Regions from separate parts of the Ovis aries genome. Here region 1 is linked to region 2. A link is a contact called in public Hi-C data. All regions are on one chromosome and are shown on one strand. The core of a region is the stretch at or near the end of the contact, and the rest is flanking DNA. Distances in the headings are between cores, read along the strand shown. Region 1 has its middle 11 kb from the start of GIMAP8. Region 2 holds the start of REPIN1 (replication initiator 1).

The links. Hi-C and Micro-C count contacts between places; a contact is called where the count stands out from the background.
Region 1: a contact with region 2 is called in a Hi-C map of mixed tissues, with 2.7 times the contacts expected there. The contact joins the enhancer-like site here to the promoter of REPIN1 in region 2. A contact is called at or near these places in 5 of 16 Hi-C or Micro-C datasets (blood, hypothalamus, mixed tissues and 1 more).

Annotation. Positions count from the first base shown.
Region 1 is chr4:113,989,068-113,995,828 of ARS-UI_Ramb_v3.0, forward strand. No RefSeq gene overlaps it. Among named protein-coding and RNA genes, the nearest start is that of GIMAP8, 11 kb to the right of the region's middle. Within about 2 kb of position 2,549, at least 5 of the 54 cell types and tissues checked have an H3K27ac peak or open chromatin away from gene starts, as enhancers often do.
Region 2 is chr4:113,934,891-113,941,654 of ARS-UI_Ramb_v3.0, forward strand. REPIN1 (replication initiator 1) reads left to right here and starts at 4,380. Exons shown (of 4, transcript XM_042249009.2): 1 at 4,380-4,451; 2 at 5,764-5,961; 3 at 6,709-6,764. The coding sequence starts at 5,805.

The DNA.
Region 1 (6,761 bases), core at 1,299-3,798, 52 kb after region 2:
ATCAGAAGAGAGGACTTCTTGGTTTTGAAAATCAAGAAGTCAAGAGTTTAACTTAAAAAGTTAGGAAAAGAACAACAGAATATACCCAAAGAAAGAGAAAAAATAATAAGAAAGGTAAAATTTAATTAAAATAGGAGCTCAGATTGCTTTATTTGGGAAGGCTTTCAACCTCTAATGATAATTCTTCATATATAAACAGAGAATAGTGGGGAAAATATCCCCAAATGTTTTAATGAGGCTAGTATAACCTTGAAAATGAAACCAGACAAGGACAGGACAATGAAGGAAAATTTTCAGCCCGTCTCACATGTGAGGATCTCCACAAAAATCCAAAATAAAATCTCGGCAAGTCAAATCCAAAAATATATTTAAAAATGTATCATGACCAAAAAGGGTTTATTAAAAAAATATAAAGAGGTTTCAACATAAGGAAAATCTATTAAAAAATATACCACTGCAACAGATTAATGGAGACAGGGCATGGTCATCTCAGTATATTCAAAAAAAGCAGCCTTCCTCCTCCTCACCTCAGTATGCCTTCCTCCTCTGCTATTTTTTTAAAATGAAAGTATAGTTGGTATTAGCATTATGTTACTTTCAGATATATAACATAGAGATTCAAATTGTTTATAGATTATACTCTAAAGTTATTATAATAAAATACTGGCTATATTCCCTGTGCTGTACAATGCCTGTTTGTAGCTTATTTATTTTATACCTCTAGTTTGTACCTGCGAGTGGCTCAGACGATAAACAATCTGCCTGCAGTACAGGAGACCTGGGTTTGATTTCTGGGTCAGAAAGATCCCCTGGAGAAGGGAATGGCAGCCCACTCCAATATTCTGGCCAGGAGAATTCCATGGACAGAGGAGCCTGGCGGGCTACTACCCCTATCTTGCCCCTCACTCCTTCCTGCTCCCCACTGGTAACGGTTAGTTTTGTTCTCAATATCTGTGAGCTTGTTCGCTTTGTTACATTTCTTCATTTGTTTTATAGTTTAGATTCCATGTATAAGTGATAACATACAGTGTTTGTCTTTCTCTCTCTGATTTATCTCACTAAGCATAATGCCCTTCAGGTCCATCCATCTTGCTGCAAATGGCAAAACTTCATTTTTAATGGTTGTGTAGTATTCCATTGTATATATATATATACCACATCTTCTTAATCCATTCATCTGTCAGTGGACACTTAGATTGCTTCCATATCTTGGCTATTGTAAGTAAAGCTCCTATAAACATTGTGTGTGGGCGCTCAGCCGCTCAGTTGTGTCCAATTCTTTGTGACCCCATGGGCTGTAGCCCACCAGGCTCCTCCGTCCATGGAATTCTCCGGGCAAGAATACTGAAACAGGTTGCCGTTTCCTTCTCCAGGGGATCCTCCCGACCCAGGGATGGAACCCGTGAGTCTTGCGTCATCTGCACAGGCAGGGGATTCTTGGCCACCGCACCACTGCATTGGGTGCCTGTAGCCTTTCAAATTAGGGTTCTCATTTTCTTCAGATACCTATCCAGGACTGGGACTACTAGATCATACGGTAACTATATTTTTAGTGTTTTGAGGAATCTCCATACTGTTTTCCATGTGATGGCACCAATTTGCATTCTCATCAACAGTGTAGGAGGGTTCCCTTTTCTCCACATCCGATTACTTGTTATTCGTGCTCTTCCTACTCTTCTTTATCTTTTAAAAACTCACCCTCTCATGGGTAAGACTTTGCCCCTGTTCCCTCTTCCTGGAATATTCTGGAAAATTATGCTCCCAGACATTCCCAGCGCTCTCTTGTCAATGAGATATCTGTACAGCTGTCATCTCATGGAGACATTTTCTAAACGCTTGGCTCAGCAGCTCCCTAAGTGTGCTTTTCCCTATCAACCAGCTTTATTTCCTCTGCCACAGTGATCACAGACATGACCTTGTTTATTTATTTGTTGGTTTGTTCATTATCTCTCTCTTCAAATGTAAGTACCAAGGGCAGTGGGACTCTGTCCATCCACAGCCCAGAACAATGCCTGGTACAGGTTAGGTGCTGTATAAATACTGGTTGTGTCAGCTGACTTGGGTTTCTTGGCCGTTACTGGGGCATACTCAGGAAATTTTACTGTCTAGAGAATTAAACTTGTTAATTGTTTTAAGTATAAGGAAGTCTTTTTGAGTCTGCAGTTAACAGCAAAGTTTATATGTCACTCTCATCGACATTCAGTTGAAAGTTTATTGATTTCAATTTTTCAGTTTTCTTTAGGTACTCTGGAATGAAAATAGTCCTTAACATTTTTATAATTTTGCAAAACCTGTAAGCCCCAAGCATTCTACCTGTGGTGTCTACTGGAAAGTTGGACCTTTTGGGGGGAATTATGTAATTTATATATTTCTCTTTTTGTCCGTGAATCCAGCAAATGGAATTTACTTCGTTTTTAAGGTGCAAGTTGTGTGAGATGATCGGTTGACTGTGTCCTGAGGTGTAGGCTGCACATAGTTAGCCACGCCGCTTGTCAGATGCCAACGGGAAAGACGCGCCCTCTAGCGCACATTTCGAGAACTGATGTGGCGTGAATTGGACTTTGTTCTCTGAGGCCTGCCTGGCCGCGTTTTTATTACAGTGTACAAATCAGGGACTATGCAGGCCGTTAGTAAATATTTGCTGGATGAATAAATAGAACCATGAGGCTTTCGAGTGCCCTATGGAAGTGAGTGAAAAAAAAATCAGAGCTGTAAACTGTCCCCTTAGAGATGAAGTGAAGGTTGATGATAACCCAAAGGCTGATGAGAAGAGAAACATGGAGGTAATGAATTTCAACATACATTTCTCGTCTGAGTTTCAAGAGGGGAGAAGAAGAAAACGTGGAGTAACTTTCCAAAGGGAATGAGCCAAAAATCTGGCGATGAAAACTTGCTCATCAAAATTTATTTAAAGGGACTTTTAAAACGGGAATAGGCCCCAAATGGGGTGAGGCACAAACTCTACAGTCTGCCGAGTCGACCACAGGATGAGAGAAAAAGAAGAATGTAGTAAGAGTGGGAAAAACAAAGGCCAGCTGAAAACGGTGGGTTGTTTTCATCTGTAAGCAAATCTTTAAAATATAGACGTTACACTTACATGTGGCATCCAAAATGTGGCACAAATAAGCCTGTGTATGGTGGGCTTCCCTGATAGCTCAGTTGGTAAAGAATCTGCCTACAGGGCAGGAGACCTGGGCTCGATTCCTGGGTCGGGATGATCCGCTGGAGAAAGGATAGGCTACCCACTCCAGGTGTTGGCTTCTCTTGTAGCTTAGCTGATAAAAAATCTGCCTGTAACGCGGGAGACCTGGGTTCGATCCCTGGGTTGGGAAGATCCTCTGGAGAAGGGAAAGGCTATCCACTCCAGTATTCTGGCCTGGAAAATTCCATGGAGTGTATAGTGCATGGGGTCACAAAGAGTCAGACATGACTGAGCGACTTGCACTTACACTTTCACGCTCATAGGTGGTGCTAGTGATAAAGAACCCACCTACCAAGGCAGGTTAGACCTAAGAGACGCCAACTGGATCCCTGGGTCAGGATGATCCCCCTGGAGGAGGGCATGGCAATCCACTCCAGTACTCTTGCCTGGAGAATCCCATGGACAGAGAAGCCTGGCGGGCTACAGTCCATGGGGTCGCACAGAGTTGGACACGACTGAAGCAGCTTAGCATGGCAAACCCATCTATGAAACAGAGACAGAATGGCGGATATAGAGAGCAGATTGGCGATAGGAGCAGACTCCTCCAAAGAGGAGGGGGTTGAGGACTGGGTGGAGTGGGAGGTTGGGGCTAGCAGATGTAAGCTTTTATATATAGCATGGATAAACAACAAGGTCCTCCTATATAGTACAGAGAACTATATTCAGTATCCTGTGATAAACCATAATGGAAAAGAATACATTAAAAAGAATACATCAACATGTAAAAAAAAAAATAAAATAAAAAGAATACATATAACTGAAACACTGCTGTACAGCAGAAATTAACACAAAATTGTAAATCATCTATATGTCAATAAAAATATTGATAATATATGGCTGTTATTAGGAAAATTTGAATACTTATTGGATATTTGATAATATGGAATTAATAACTAGGTTATTGTGCTTGTACAATGAAAGGACTTTTAGTGTTCCTACGCAGGGAATGCAATGCTCTCTGAAATTTGCTTCAAGACCTTTTGGGGCATGGGTGTGAGAAGGTGCAGCTAGAGACGAGGAACTACTGACTGTGTGTTGATGATTTGAAGCTGGGTAAGAGGGGACTGGGGGTCATTACAGCCTTTTGTCTACCACTATCATGTATTAGAAGATTTCTGTAATAACGAGGTGAAGTATCTTCGAGCCCAATCCTTCAAGCCCTTAGAATGTTCCCTTCTTAATACTTCTGAAAAAGCGGAAGTATTGGGGCAGGGAGGAAATGATTGAGGCTGATTTAAAGTCTTGGTTTTGAGCCCTTTCCTTTTGTCCAAAACATGAGGATGGGGAGGAGTCCAGAGGATGCTCTCTTAAGGGGTGATGCCATATACGGGTCTCTTCAAGATGAGGAAAGATGATCTAATTATTAAATAGGTAATTGGGCCAAATTGCTTTGTGGTCGAATCGACTTAAGGATACATTGACTGGAAAATTTGAAAACTTTCCCAAATGCTACTGAGGAAATAAAATTGCCTTAAAGACAATCAGCTAGTTGAGTATGAATCAATTTTTGACCTCGAGAATGGCAGTTCTAAGCTGGAATGTCTTGAAGGTTTTTGTTGTTGTTGTTGAACTAAATGTGTTTAAAAGGAAAACTGACATAAAGCACTTCTGAGAGAATCCTAGGTCTTTGGCGTGGTTACGATCACAGAGGAGTCTGATCCCTTGGGGTGGAGGTGGGCTGCAATGCCTCTGAAATATCAAGAGAGCCGGTGGGGGATGCTGAGCCCTTGCCTGGATTTCAGAGGTTGAGGCTCAGCTGTAACAGAGTTCTCTGAGTGAATGGCTGCTCTTTTGAATTTTTGGAAATCATTTCGGTGTTTGCCTGACCTTAGAAAAATTCTAAGGAACGCTAGGAATGCCTAGGGAGTGTATTGAGAAAGGCAGCGTTAATTCAGCTTCCAGTAGAGACAGGTTCTGGGCTCCACACTCTGGGTCTTCTTTCTGGATGAGGTGGGATGGGCGGTGGGATGCCACGGGACTGCTGTTTGTATTGCTGGTGCTTCCACTGACTTTTCAGTGACCACCGCACGGAAATGGCTGAGGTTGGAAGAGCGTGAGTCTTGGTATGAAAACTGGGTTAGAATCCCAGCTCTGTCACTTCCAGCTGTGATCTTGGGTGAACTGGCTCCTAACGGGAATTTTCTGTTTCTCTGCCCGAAGAAAGGCATGAATGCCTGTTGGGGAGTGTCTTCCTGTTTTTTTTTGGTTATTTCCTAACTTAAAAAAAACAATTGAGGTATAACTGATTTTTAGTGTTCATGTCAAGGGTGTAGCACAACAATTCAGTTATATATATATATGTGTGTGTGTGTGTGTGTGTGTGTGCATGTGTGTGCTAAGTCGATGCAGTCATGTCCAACTCTTTGTGACCTCATAGTCTGTAGCCTACCAGGCTCCTCTGTCCATGGGATTCCCCAGGTGAGAATACTGGAGTGGGTTGCCAAGCCCTCCCCCAGGGCATCTTCCCGACCCAGGGATTGAACCCAAGTCTCTTATGTCTCCTGCACTGGCAGGCGGATTCTTTATCACTAGTGCCACCTGGGAAGCTATATATATATTCCTTTTCAAATTCGTTTCCCTTATGGGTTATTGCACAATATTGGGTTGAGTTCCCTGTGCTCTACAGTAGGTCCTTGTTGGTTATCTGTTTTTTACATAGTAGTGTGTATATGTTAATCCCCAACTCCTAATTTATCCCTCCCCCCGTTACCCTTTGGTAACCATAAGCTTGTTTTCTATGCTGTGGGTCTGTGTCATTTCGCCAGGCTTCACCCGTAAACGATATTGGGTGGTATTTGCCTTTTCCTGTCTGGCTTACTTCACTTAGTGTGAGGTGCACTTCCAAAGCACTTCCTTCAGTGTCCATTTCAGGGCTGCACCCCTGAATCCTCGTCCCAGCGCGGGACAGGTGCCACCCCGCCCTGGCTGCCTGCAGCCCACCTGGCAGGCAGAAGAGATGCATGGAGGGGAGAGTTGGGGGGACCCTTGAGCAGGGAGGGCCATGGCTGGCTCTGGGGATCTGCACCTGAGTAGGGGTGTGGAAATGCAGTGATCAGCGGGTTGGAATTTCCAGGACTTCCAAAAGGCCCTTGGTAAACCCTCCAGAACTTCCACTCGGGCTGGAAGAATAAAACGAGCAGTTTCTGTTTCTCTAATTTGAGGGGTTTGAGAAATGGAAGCCAGACTTTCTTCATTTCCACCGTGAACAGGATGGAGGCGAGTTTTCCTTGCTTGAAACCTCTCTGCTAGTGCCCCCTTTGCATGGGGTGTGAGTGCTGAGTCTGAAGTGTCCTCGCCTCATCTTTCCCTTCGAGATGCTGCAGATCCGGTGAGGCCTGAACCCTCCTTTTCTGTGTGGAATTGCCCTGAGACCAGATGAAATCTGAGGAGGCCTGGAAGCTGTGGTGGGCACAGTGCCATCCAGAAACTGGGGAGCCAAGGGGGACTAATTGGGCTGGAGAGACCCCACTTGGTGGGGGTCTCAGGCCTCACCTGGAACAGGCGCATCTCAGGAGAAGGCAACATACTAAACGTTTGGGGGAGGTGATGGAAGTTCACG
Region 2 (6,764 bases), core at 3,130-5,629:
GCTGCGGTTCACAGGGTCACAAAGAGTCATACACGACTGAGTGACTGAACTGAACTGAACTGAACTGAACTGATGGGCCCAGATACCATGATCTTCATGTTTTGAATGTTGAGTTTTAAGCCAGGTTTTTTACTCTCCTCTTTCACTTTCATCAAGAGGCTCTTTAGTTCCTCTTCGCTTTCTGTCATAAGAGTGGTATTATCTGCATATCTGAGGTTATTGATATTTCTCCTGGCAATCTTGATTCCAGCCTGTGCTTCATCCAGCCTGGCCAATCGTGTGATGTACTCTGCATATAAATTAAAAGATGCTTACTCCTTGGAAGGAAAGTCATGACCAACCTAGACAGCATAAAAAGCAGAGACATTACTTTGTCAACAAACGTCTTTGTCAACTCCGGGAGTTGGTGATGGACAGGGAGGCCTGGCGTGCTGCATTTTATGGGGTCGCAAAGAGTCGGACACAACTGAGCGCCTGAACTGAAGTCTGCATATAAGTTAAATAAGCAGGGTGACAATATACAGCCTTGACATACTCCTTTCCCAATTTGGAACCAGTGTGTTGTTCCATGTCCGGTTCTAACTGTTGCTTCCTGATCTGCATACAGGTTTCGCAGGAGGCAGGTAAGGTGGTCTAGTATTCCCACCTCTTTAAAGAGTTTTCCACAGTTGATTGTGATCCACACAGTCAAAGGCTTTAGCATAGTCATGAAGCAGAAGTAGATGTTCTTCTGGAATTCTCTTGCTTTTTCTATGATCCAATCGATGTTGGCAATTTGATCTTTGGTTCCTCTGCTTTTTCTAAATCCAGCTTCAGTTCAGTTCAGTCGTTCAGTCATGTCCGACTCTTTGCGACCCCATGGAGTGCAGCATGCCAGGCCTCCCTGTCCATCACCAACTCCCAGAGCTTCCTCTAAGTCATGTCCATTGAGTCGGTGATGCCATCCAACCATCTCATCCTCTGTTGTCCCCTTCTCCTCCTGCCTTAAATTGTTTCTAGCATCAGGGTCTTTTACAATGTGTCAGTTCTTCACAACAGGTGGCCAAAGTATTGGAGCTTCAGCATCAGTCCTTTTCATGAATATTCAGGACTCATTTCCTTTAGGATTGACTGGTTTGATCTCCTTGCAGTCCAAGGGACTCTCTAGAGGCTTCTCTAACACCACAATTCAAAAGCATCAATTCTTTGGTGCTTAGCTTTCTTTATAGTCCAACTCTTGAACATCTGGAAATTCTTGGTTCACGTACTATTGAGCGTAGCTTGGGGAATTTTGAACATTACTTTGTTGGCATGTCAAATGAGTGCAGTTGTGCGGTAGTTTGAACACTTTTTGGCATTGCCCTTCTTTGGGATTGGAATTAAAAGTGATCTTTTCCAGTCCTGTGGCCACTGCTTAGTTTTCCAAATTTTCTGGTATATTGAGTGCAGCACTTTCACAGCATCATCTTTTAGGATTTGAAATGGCTCAGCTGGAATTCCATCACCTCCACTTGCTTTGTTCGTAGTGATGCTTCCTAAGGTCTCCTTGACTTCACACTCCAAGCTGTCTGGCTCTAGGTGAGTGTTCACATCATCGTGGTTATTGGGTAATGCAGATCTTTTTCGTATAGTTCTCCTGTGTATTCTTGACACCTCTTCCTAATATCTTCTGCTTCTGTTAGGTCCATACCATTTCTGTCCTCTATTCTTCCCAATAATATTAACTATTATTATTAAGCATTTTGGGGTCCCTGGTCACTCAGATGGTAAAGAATCTGCCTCCAGTGTGGGAGACCTGGGTTCAATCCCTGGGTCAGGGAAGATGCCCTGGAGAAGGGAATGGCTACCTACTCTAATATTCTTGCTTGCAGAATTCCATAAAGAGAGGAGCCTGGCAGGCTATAGTTCATGGGGTCACAAAGAGTTGGACATGACTGAGCAAGTAACACACAGTAAGTATTTCAGTAAAAACTCAAGCATTTTCTGATTGCATGCATAGAAAATCCATTCTATAATCATCAGACTTAGCTTATGTGCTACAATATCCATTCTACCATATTTTCTCAACCTTAAAACTCTGACAAAGTTTCTGACAGAGATTTCTCATATTTGTAAATTTTGTATAGGATAAGTATAAAAGTTACACTATTTAATCAGCAAATAGAAAATGACTATTAGAGGTAAAATAAAGCCTGGACAAATAGAGGGACATGAATCTTAACTCTCTTCATCTGGGTTTTTTAAATAATGACAAGAAAAAATGTTAAATATTGACAAGAAATTCTAAAGTTCATTTAGAAGAATAAATGATTGATTTTATTTATTTATTCATTCAGGTAAGAAGCGGATTTATTGAGAGAGAAACACACTCCACAGACAAAGTGTGGACCATCTCAAAAGGAGAAGTGATAAATGAGTCATTTTAGCTAAGAAAGTTTTGGAGAGAAAAAGGAAATCTGTGTATAAGGGGAGTAGTTACACTAAAAACATTAAAACATTTTCTGTCATAAAAATACAAACATAAAATTTAATTTGGGGAGGGGTGGTGTGATCTCTCTAAATATAAGGCAGAAACCATAGAAGCCTTTTACTTTAAAAGGAGTGCCCCCCACCCCCAAACAAAGTGAAATAAAACCAATTTCCCAACTGTTTTTTTTTTTTTTTGAGGTATTGATTTACAATATCATATTAGTTTCAGGTATACAGCATGGTGATTCAAAATTTTTATAATTTATACTCTATAGTTATTGTAAAATATTTGCTATATTCCCTGTGATCTTATAGGAAATAAAAGAAATAAATAAAAGGATACAATTTATCCTTGTAGCTTATTTATATCTCTGTAGTATACCTACCCTTATCTTGCTCCTCCCTCCTTCCCTCTCCTTATTGGTAGCCACAAGTTTGTTCTCTGTATGTGTGAGTCAGTTTCTTTTTTGTTATATTCAGTAGGTTGTTTTTTCTTATGTTTTAGATTTAACTTATGAGTGATAACATAACAGTATTTGGTTTTCTCTGTTTGATTTATTTCACTAAGCATAATATCCTCCATATCCATTCACATTGCGGCAAAGGGTAACATTTCATTCTTTTAAGGCTGAGTAGTATTCCATTGTTTATGTACACCACAACTTCTTTATCTTTTTTGTCTGTTGGAGGACACTTAGGATGCTTCCCTATCGTGGCTATTGTAAATAATGCTGCTATCAACATTGAGATGCATGTATCTTTTTGAATTATCTTCAGACATATACCCAGAAGTCAATTTCCCAACTTTTTAAAATGAACAAACAGAAAAGTGGGCAAAGGGACATAAGCAAATTCACAAAAGACAAAATACAGTTAATATATAACTACATGAAAAACAAGCCAGTTAACTAGTAATTTAAGAAGCAACATTCAAAACAATGAGAAAGAACAACTTTAAATTTGAAAAAACAGCCTGTATTTTCAAGGATATGGAAAAGAGGGCATTTCTCATAATAAAACCAATAAACTTTTCTCAAAGATAGTTTAGAAAACGTTTGAAAAATATACTTTGCCTTTGACCTGCCAGTTCCCCACTTCTAGAATTTTTAAATCAGCCATCTGCAATAAACTATGAATCCATGATACAGAAAAGTAGAAAATGTATGTGCAGTTATGTTGCAGTTAAGAATCTTGTTATAAAAGAATATTTAATAGGACAGAAGAAAATTCACAACATTGTTAAGCGAGAAAGGCAGAATACATCTTTGTAAGGCATTACCCCAACCTCAAACAGCATAGACAAGCCCAGAAAAAATGCCCGATGATACGTTATGTTGTTCAGTCGCTAAGTCCTGTCCTACTCTTGCATGCCAGGCTTCTCTGTCTTCCACTATTTCCTGGAGTTTGCTCAAATTCATATCCAAAAGGATTCCTGATGGTGATACATACCAAGGCATTAAATGTAACTGATATTTTACGTTACATTTAATGTAAATGTATGAGGTAAGTATGAGAAATCTGCATATTTTATTTCCTATTAATGCAACAGACTTTGTGTTTTAAACAATAATCGTACAGGAGAACGGATACATGTATGCATACGGCTCTCTGCTGTCCACCTGAAACTGTCACATCTTGTTAATCAGCTACACTCCCCAATACAAAATAAAGTTTTTTTTTAAAAATGTACAATTATAAAGTTGCCTGTGTTGAAAAGCATAAGAATACGTGAGACTGTCCAAGTCTAGAAAACCCATGAAGTGTTTCGTTGGGAAAGCCAAGGCCACCTGCTAGACGGTGAGTCAGGGACGCAGACTCGCACCTGCCTCCGCACTCGCCTTTGGGATGCGGTGCGTTTCCAAGCGCAGCGTCCTAGGTGCCAGGACCGCCCGCGCCTGCGCTCGGCTGATTTCTGGAAGCGAGGGCGGCCCGTTTTCAAAGTTCACCCCATCGGGCCTTTCCTTTTCTCCAGCTCTGAACTACCCAGAAGCCGACTTTCTCGGGTCAGCCGTGCCCCCAGCCCGGGCTCAGCCGCTGCGCTATTCACGTTCTGCGGCGCGGCCAAAGGTCCAGGTGGTCGGAGAAGCGGAGGGCGACGGCCGGGTGGGTGGGGGTCGAGGAGCGCCCTCGCCAAGGCTCGGGCCAGCGAGGTCGGGTCTCGCCGAGTGACCGCGGTCCGGCCATGCGGTCGCCCAGGCACCCGCGCTCGCCGGGAGGGACAAAGGGTCGGGGAAACCTGAGCCGGGCCAGTCCAGGAAAAATCCTGCCGGTAGCCATAGCAACGGAGTCGGGGCCCCGCGCGGCCCGCGAGGGGGCGCTGGGGGCGGGAGAGGGGCCCCGCGCGGCCGGCCCCGCGGCCCGCCCCGCCCTCCGGCCTCGGCCGCCGGCCCGAGCCCGCGACTGACCCTCGGCAGCTCCTGTAGTCACGTGGCGCTGGGAACCGGCGGGGCGGGCGGGGGTGGGGGGGCTGGGCACGGGCCTGGCGGTGGTGAACCCGAACCTGCTGCTGTCGCCGCGGCGGGGTGGCGAGCGCGGCCGGCGCCGGCTCTCGGGCCTCATGGACGCGCGACGCGCCTCCGCGCTCCCCGGTGGAGAGGTTCGTCCTGGGCAGGGCGCGGGGTTCCACGCGGGCCCGTGGTGGTGGTGGTGGTTAGAGGGGGGGGGGCCCTACCTGCGGGGCGCGTGACCGGGTGCGCGCTGTGTTGGGGGGTGGTGCACTGCTGGACCGAGTCGGGGGGCGAGTCCGCGCACCTGCGCGCAGGATCCGCGAGCCGCGCTCTGCGTGGGGACCGGAGGGGGGGGGGCCCTTCGGAGAGCGCGGAACCGTGTGTCTGCGAACGTAGACGGGGGGGAGGGGGGCAAAGCACACGCTCGAATACAAAAAGGGGGAGTGTGGGGGTCTGCACGGCCCTCTGCCACCTGGGACGCGGCAGGGGACTCTGCCCGAGTCCTCGTCACAGGAGCGCGCCTGGCAGCCCCCCTGGGAACCCGGCCTGGAATTCCTGTCGGGAGGAGGGTGGGGGAAGGGGAGCCAGCGGGGATTTCAGAGTTCCTGCCCTCGGCCCGGGGGCCTTTGGCCATCAGCATGGACAGTTCGTGCTGTGACCTTACCAGGGGAGGAAGTGAGCCTCCAACGCAGCCCCGGGCTTCCTTGGTGTAGGGGGCACGTTCAGTTTTTAATCCGATGGCCACTGAGGTCACTCTGCCCCGCGGGGTGCCGGGGTGGGGGAGGGGGCCGTGGCTGCCGAGGACACAAAGATGACTTCCCTCGGGGAGCGCTGAGCCTCACGCACGCGTCTTCTCCCCTCCCCGCAGGTAAGACTGGCCTCTCTGCCACCGGAGGTCTGAGCTCTGCCATGGGGGTAGGGGTGTCTTTACTGCTGCAGTTTTCACTGACATCCGGGGGCTACCCGAGTGTGGGCCGAAGCAGGCGCTCCAGCCGCAGAAGTATCCTCGGGAACAGCCCCAGGAGGAGCTGGGCCAAGCCTCATCTCCAGCTCCACAGCCTCCAGGGTAGAGTGTGGGCTTCTTTGTTGGATTCTCGAACCATTTCATGGCCCCAGTGCCCCACTACGGCGGGGGTTGGGGGGGGGCGCTGGAGGGAGGAGGGGGGAAGTTTCACGTTCATCACATCCTGGGAGTCTTCCCAGGGCTCAGTCTGGCCGCTGGGAATGAGTCATGTCTGTGCTCCTGGAGAGGACTACAGGTTTGGGGGAACTTCGGGGGAACTTGTGAGCAGGCAGTGAAGGTCCCTTAGGAGTCTCATCACCACCCCATCTGGCAGTGGGTGTAGGAGACTCCCCTGCAGGAGTCTGGGTTCTCCCCGCTCTGGAAGAGCTGCCCATGGGGCAGCCCCTGGCGGGGCTGGGGCAGGCCGGGACAAGGGACAGAGATTACAATCTCCTTCCCTTTCTTTGCCCCAGTAATCCCAGTCCCCCGAGGGAAGGCAGCGAGGCAGGCTCACCCCCGAGGGCAGCAAGCTGTGGGCGTTCTTTGGATTCAAGAGCGCTCTCCTTCCTGCAATGTCCTCATCACGTGCGGGGGCGGAGGAGGGCAGGCGGGCAGAATGCGGGCACAGTCTGGGCAGGCAGTGGCCTGGCATCGCGCTGGGCTGGCAGTAGCATCCGGAGCTCTCTCCTGCTCCCGAGAAGGGGCCGTTCTCACTGGCTTTCCTGGCCGTGGGAGGCTGAGGCTCGGGAGGTCAAAGTGCCTTCCCTAAGACGGGGTTAGATTGGAGCCCTCGTTCGGGTTCTGCTGTAGGTTTACTCTGTGGCCCCTGGGGCAAGTCCCGTCACCCTGTCGTTCCTGACAGTGGC